Linked DNA regions of Mus musculus: region 2 is linked to region 1. The links are chromatin contacts, called in public Hi-C maps. All regions are on one chromosome and are shown on one strand. Each heading gives the region's core, a stretch centred on a gene start, on an enhancer-like site or on the middle of the called end of the contact. The rest is flanking DNA. Distances are from core to core; before and after follow the strand shown.

Region 1 (3,008 bases), core at 268-2,767:
GTGTAATTCACAGCATGTCACAGGCACATGATCCTAGTGTAGACTCTAGCCCTCCTGCTTTCCAAAATTCCTCCAAATATGACAATCATTTATTACAAAATATTCTCATAGATGACTTGGATAGGTGGTAATATCTAAGCTATGACTAAAAAGAGCCCAATTTGAGTTTAAAAGTGTATTAATAAAATTAAACCACTTTAGGACAGTCTTAGAAGCTGCTGAGTGCTTCATGGGGAATAAAAGGACCAATGATTTAACCCACAGACAGCAGCATTATATAACCTACCAAGTCTTACTGTGAAATTAGTACAATAGGGAAAAGCTTCTAAAGATGCTGGCAACGCTGAGGAAGTAATTAATACAGATGTTCTCGACAGATAAAATAGTATCTTATATGTACTGGCCTTATATCCAAGGCAGTTTTTCAAAACAAACAACAAAGAACACTTAATATGACTTAAATGACCAAAACCAAAATAATTTAGCCATACCCAACAGAAGCAGTACACAACAAGCCAATCACAGAAGAGCATGCTGAGGAAGCTGATAGCTCAAGAACACCAGACCAAAGAACTCTATGCTAGCTTGTCTCATTTACAAGAATATCTTAATGTCCATGATCACTTTGGAATATACAAACTTTGCCAAATCAAATGCTCTCCTATCATAGACAAAAATTCTGAGTAACAAACCACACTGAGAAAACAGGACTACTAAAATATTAGTATATGGCTTCCTGAAACAATGTAGCTAGCAGCACAGATTGTTTTAAGATGTTGCTGTAAGCCTGACAGAAAGTGTTGTCTGAGGCCCTTGCCTAGCCACAGCTTTCCATAGGTATACACATGTATTGATCTGACTCAAAATTATAGGTTTCAAAGCTTTGTTCTCTTTTCCTATTTTCTCCATTTAGACACTACAGAAGACAACTGTGTTCATGAGCAAGAGGAATATACTTGAAACTTCATATATATATATATATTCACTTGCTTAGCCTATCCAGCTCTCACCTCCCACTTTCTACTGCATCTTTCTTTCCTAGCAAAGCTATTAAGTTGATATTTTCCATTTTAGAAAAAGGTAAGAACTTGAACAAGCTTGTCAAGGGCACCTTCATTTGAATCCTGTGTGCTGTGTCCTTCACATTACAACAGACCACAGCCGAGTGCTCACACACAACTAAATACAAACTGTGTCCAATCCTCAAGACTCTTCAGACAATTATTCGTTTTAATTAGCTAGTGAGTTCATCTTATAAAAGAACCAAACTAAGATCAAGTGACTACAAGTCCTACTTTAATAAGAGAATATGGTAATTCAACTGATAAATTCTAGAGCCACAAGTAATAGAAACCAAAAACTATTAAAATATTATTTGCTCTATGGGAATTACTTATTACACGTTTGCTCAACCGTATCTGCTGAAAGACACAGAAACACTACCAAAGTTAATTTAAGGACTTACCAATTTCCCTTGCAATTCTGACAGCTTCATCTGCATCCTGTAAAGGCAGGAAATGAGACTCAACATTAATCCCATGAGACATTGCACAATGTCTTTAGGGCAGTCATATATTGCACTACTGTCTCCTCTGATTCATTTAATGTTCAATTTTACAACCTTCTAACCCTTTTCATTCAGAGAAATGTAAAATTAATACCATAAGTGGAATGTAAATTCTCCTTCGTCGTTATTATATTAAGAAACTCAAAGCAGTTTGAAATGAGCTGGCAGGAAACATGACCAGAATTGCCAATGATTCGGTGCAGTTGCTGGGATTTAATGGCAGATTTTAGATGTTTACAATCAATACTGAATTGTAAATCAGATCATTAAAGCTTGTCTGCAGCCCCCTTGTCTATTTACACACTGTGTTTTCCTAGATTCTGTCAGCAGGGGGAGTTGATTGTCTATTGTTTGGGAGGAGCTCTATCAATTTTCTAGAAATAAGTAAATTTCCAGTATCTGTAAGAATTAGCAATTGTTTAAAAAAAAAAGGAAAAAAAAGAAGAAAGAAAGGAAGGGAGGAAAGAAAAAGAAAAAAAAGAAGAAACCTTGTGATTTCCATTATATTTTCTTAACCAATTCTTCAGGTACATATTTTATCTTTACAGTTGTACTAGGCACATAAATTAAAGTTCAGTGAAACTCCGAAGAACAAGGTAAGGACTCCTCCCTGAGGTCCAAGACAGGCCTGCGTTACCGACTCACAAGTGCATCCGTCCCCGCCATTTGTCAGCAGTAACACTTAAAACCGCTTCAACAAACTGCCCCAGCCAAAGCCATTCACCTGATATACACTGTGCAAACTCTATGCACAAATTTTCGACATAATGACAAGAACTCTGAAGCCACTTTCTCAATTCAATTAATTTTTCTAATCCAGTGGCACTATATGCACCACCAGCAATGTTCTAGAACCACCAGTTGATAAATATGCAGGAATTTTTCCACAATTTCAAGGCATTCAAGGGAAGCCTGGCATTTTTAAAGCTCTTAAATTACTACATTTAAAATGAAGAGCAATCACAGTAGACTCCCCAATCCCCAAACTGGGACTAGGGGAAAATAACTGCTTCATTTATGTCCAGTTTTTAGAAAAAGAAAAGAAATTCTTCCTTAAAAGTCTTCAGTACCCAACAGCATCCCTGAATAAGGAGGCTGGAACGGGAAGTTGTCAGAAAAATTTAATTTCCTTTCATTAGCCAGTCTGCTCCACAAATAGGTGCTTGTTAAGTTCAAAGCAATCCTGAAAGCGACACCAGTTTTAAGTCTTTTTTTACTCCAAGCAGTCACATCTGCTAATGAGATTTTCCAAATAACAATTGTTTTCAAGTCAGAGATAAAGCTCTGTCTTGCTCCCTGCCCCAAAATCAAGCTTTACTCGCTTTCTATACCTTGATGCTTGCACCAACCCTGCATCTCCAAATTTTAGTTTAAAAAGATAAAATTTTAAAAAAAATCTATGAAACGGGTCATTTAAGAATGTCATGGCTTCCACACATTG
Region 2 (3,008 bases), core at 244-2,743, 46 kb before region 1:
ACATACGGTATTTACCAAATCACAGATTCCAGAATACGATTGTCTCATCCTCTAGACAACTTCTAAGTATATTTAAAAAGCACACAGAACCACAAGCAGAGTTTAGCCTGACCTCCATAGTCCTTTATTGAAGTTGGTAGAATTCCAACTTTTTCTAAAATTTCTAACAATGCCTTGGGCAAAAAAATAAAATGACCTAGACTCTCTATCAAACATAGCTCAAGTTCAGAACAACAAATGCAATACAGCAAAGAAATTTGTTTTTTTTTACTTCTCCAAACAGCTCACATATGGTAAAGCTGGGAAAAGTCTTCCAGCAGAGACTCAGAAAGCCATACACACTTCTATACATGTACATGTTCTGCTTGTAAACATATGAGAGCAGAGCTGGGACGTGTGAGTGCCACTTCATATATGATCATGAGCAGTAACACTGGGTAATGTGTGGGTCTGAGTTATCTACAGATTTCAAAACAACTCACAGCCCACTTAGAGATACACTGACTCAGTGCTTTATATTGCTAATATCTTGCACCTAAAAGATTGCACAAATGTTTATGTTGCATTTCTGTTCTATCACCTGAAAAAAAAAAAAAAAGCATCTTCAGAAGCTGAGTGATTGGTATAAAGTGTCAGTTTTTGGCAAAACCTGTAATTAAAATTATAAACCAAGAGTGGAAGCTTTACCAAAAGCTTTACAGTGTAGAGCCTGTCTGTGGAATTTTGAAGGACAAAGTCAAGGACGCCCAGCTGAGGCCCTGCTGGGTCCCAGCACACTGCTACTGACTTCCCCACCCAGAAAAACACAACAATTACTTCAACTCCACTCTGTTTTCAATTGTTGCAAGTTACCTAGTGTTTTTCTGCACTGACCATGGGCTATCAAAGTCTTACTCTATCTGTGGGTTAGCCACACTGGCTGTTCCAACTTGGACATAACCCCACCTCACCCCACCCCCATCTACCATCAGAATGCATTTTACCTCAGCATAAACCCGACATTCAACTGCCCAGCCACTGATGGGAATATCCTCTTGCTTGTGCCTGAGTGGGTAACCCTTAGCAACAAGGATCATTTCTTGGACTAAGTCCAGGCCAGTAATGCACTCTGTGACAGGATGTTCGACCTGTAAAGCCAAGATTGCCATTTAATAGGTGAAGAAAAAGGCAAATAAATGTACATCAACAAGGGAATTCACAAAGGTTCAGAGTCAAGTGAAATAATTCTGCTTAACCTTTAGTAATACCTGACTAAAAATCTTCAGTGAAATACATAAAAAGAAAGAATAAATACAGCTCCACACAGATGAAGGTCAGAACCACCCTGAAAGCATGTGTAAGCTTCTCCATTACTTTTCCCAATTTCCATTAATTTGTGGTCCCACATTTAATGGTTTAGCTTTATGTTTCTTTTGCTGCCGTTCTCAGTGTAGCTGATAAATAATGCTCCTTCTGCTACACTTGCTGCAGCATCTGTGGGGAGACCGCTGGTGTTCTCAAGCCCTCATCCAGTCTGAAGCGTGCCCACTTGCATGCTTTCACTAACCTGTCCTGACAAGAAGCAAGATTAGCGTAATCTTGCATCAGTGCAGCATGGCAGGAAGCAGCAGATGGAGCCTTCAGGTTGCCTTCCCTCCAGACAGACCTGGGCAGTGCTTAGCATGCACAATAGCAGACCAGGGTGATGGGAGCACTCTGCTTTCTCAGCACACTGCTGATAACTACCTCAGCTGATGGTGCCAGGGGAGTACCTGGCCTTCCACACCAACACATGGGATACATATGTGCAAAAACACAACACTCACACACAGCCACATGAACAGATAGACATCATTATAATTTGGTTGACTGTGTAGAAATCCTTAGACTTGGGTTCAAATAAGGACATTTACAGCACTGAAAAAGAACATGTAATCTTTTATCTAAAATCTCAAGTAAGTTCTAAAATATTTTAAAAATCTTTGGCCATACCTAGTACTTTCATACCATTATTTTTCCTTTTAAAAATTAAGTTCTAGGTGTATGACACGATCATTTCATTATTGTGACATGTCACATTTCATACATGGACACAGGAAAAGGTCACTGAACAAATGAATCATCTTCTAGCTTCAGCTGCACTAATTGAAGGACAGGGCTTAGTCATTACAATAATCTTGAAGCTTATCATAACCAGACAATGCCATGGTCTTTAAAAAAAAAAAGAAAGCTTGGTTAAAAATAAACAGATGGCATCCATAATTAGCTCTGTGTGTGTTATGAGTTTGTTTACAGTTTCAACAACATTTTAAGACATTTTGACATAATTTTAATGACAAATCATTGCTAAAATAAGCATCTACCCTTTGTAAAATAAATGTGACACTAAATAAAGAACTTATTAGACAGTTTAATGCATATATATTTTAAATCAAATTGTGATGTGTTAGAAACAATATTCATAAGACACAAATGCAAAGCCCCCTGTTAATGCTCAACACCAATTCCATGTGAACAGACCATCTCAGCACCCTTGACTGATCTTAACTATAAGATGTAAACCTACTATGTGACAAAGCACAGTTTACACAACCTTTTCAAAATGAGCTTTAATTAAGTGAAAGACTCAATTTCCACTTTGAATAACCAGTACTCCAAAAGTATTACATAAAAAGTAAAAATACAGAGAGAATAGAACTGAACAGAAGCTACGAAGTATGGTCAAGTTAGTGAGTGTTGAAACTATAAGGAGACAGTGAAAATGAAATATTTAGAGAATTTTAGGGCATCTCCCTTGAGCTACTTCACTGACAATGAAAGGAAACACAGTGAGTGCGCAGCATGAAAACACTGGGCACACTTCCTCACCACAACCCATATTAGCAATTGTGGGGTACAGAAACTCATGGCATTTGCATGGTGCTCATAGAAGCTCCCCACTGCTGGAGCCGCCCCCCAGAAGGGCAAGGGTGCATCTATAAGAAGTCAATGAACTCTGAATGAAGATGTGCTATTTTTTTTTTTAAACC

The links. A called contact is a pair of places that touch in the nucleus more often than the background predicts.
Region 2: a Hi-C map of the N1E-115 cell line shows a contact between it and region 1, with 1.8 times the contacts expected there. The contact joins two enhancer-like sites. A contact is called at or near these places in 1 of 15 datasets of contacts at CTCF or cohesin (CD8 T cells), 3 of 484 Hi-C or Micro-C datasets (the N1E-115 cell line, centroblasts and rod photoreceptor) and 1 of 115 datasets of contacts at active chromatin or transcription factors (embryonic stem cells).

The regions. Positions count from the first base shown.
Region 1 is chr14:122,636,875-122,639,882 of GRCm38.p6, reverse strand. It overlaps Pcca (propionyl-Coenzyme A carboxylase, alpha polypeptide), which reads right to left. Exons shown (of 24, transcript NM_144844.2): 8 at 1,466-1,502. Among named protein-coding and RNA genes, the nearest start is that of Gm46487, 7.9 kb to the right of the region's middle. Within about 2 kb of position 1,517, at least 18 of the 459 cell types and tissues checked have an H3K27ac peak or open chromatin away from gene starts, as enhancers often do. A contact at or near this core is called in the N1E-115 cell line, where this site is marked.
Region 2 is chr14:122,683,001-122,686,008 of GRCm38.p6, reverse strand. Pcca (propionyl-Coenzyme A carboxylase, alpha polypeptide) reads right to left here. Exons shown (of 24, transcript NM_144844.2): 13 at 984-1,127. Among named protein-coding and RNA genes, the nearest start is that of Gm46487, 54 kb to the right of the region's middle. Within about 2 kb of position 1,493, at least 22 of the 459 cell types and tissues checked have an H3K27ac peak or open chromatin away from gene starts, as enhancers often do. A contact at or near this core is called in the N1E-115 cell line, where this site is marked.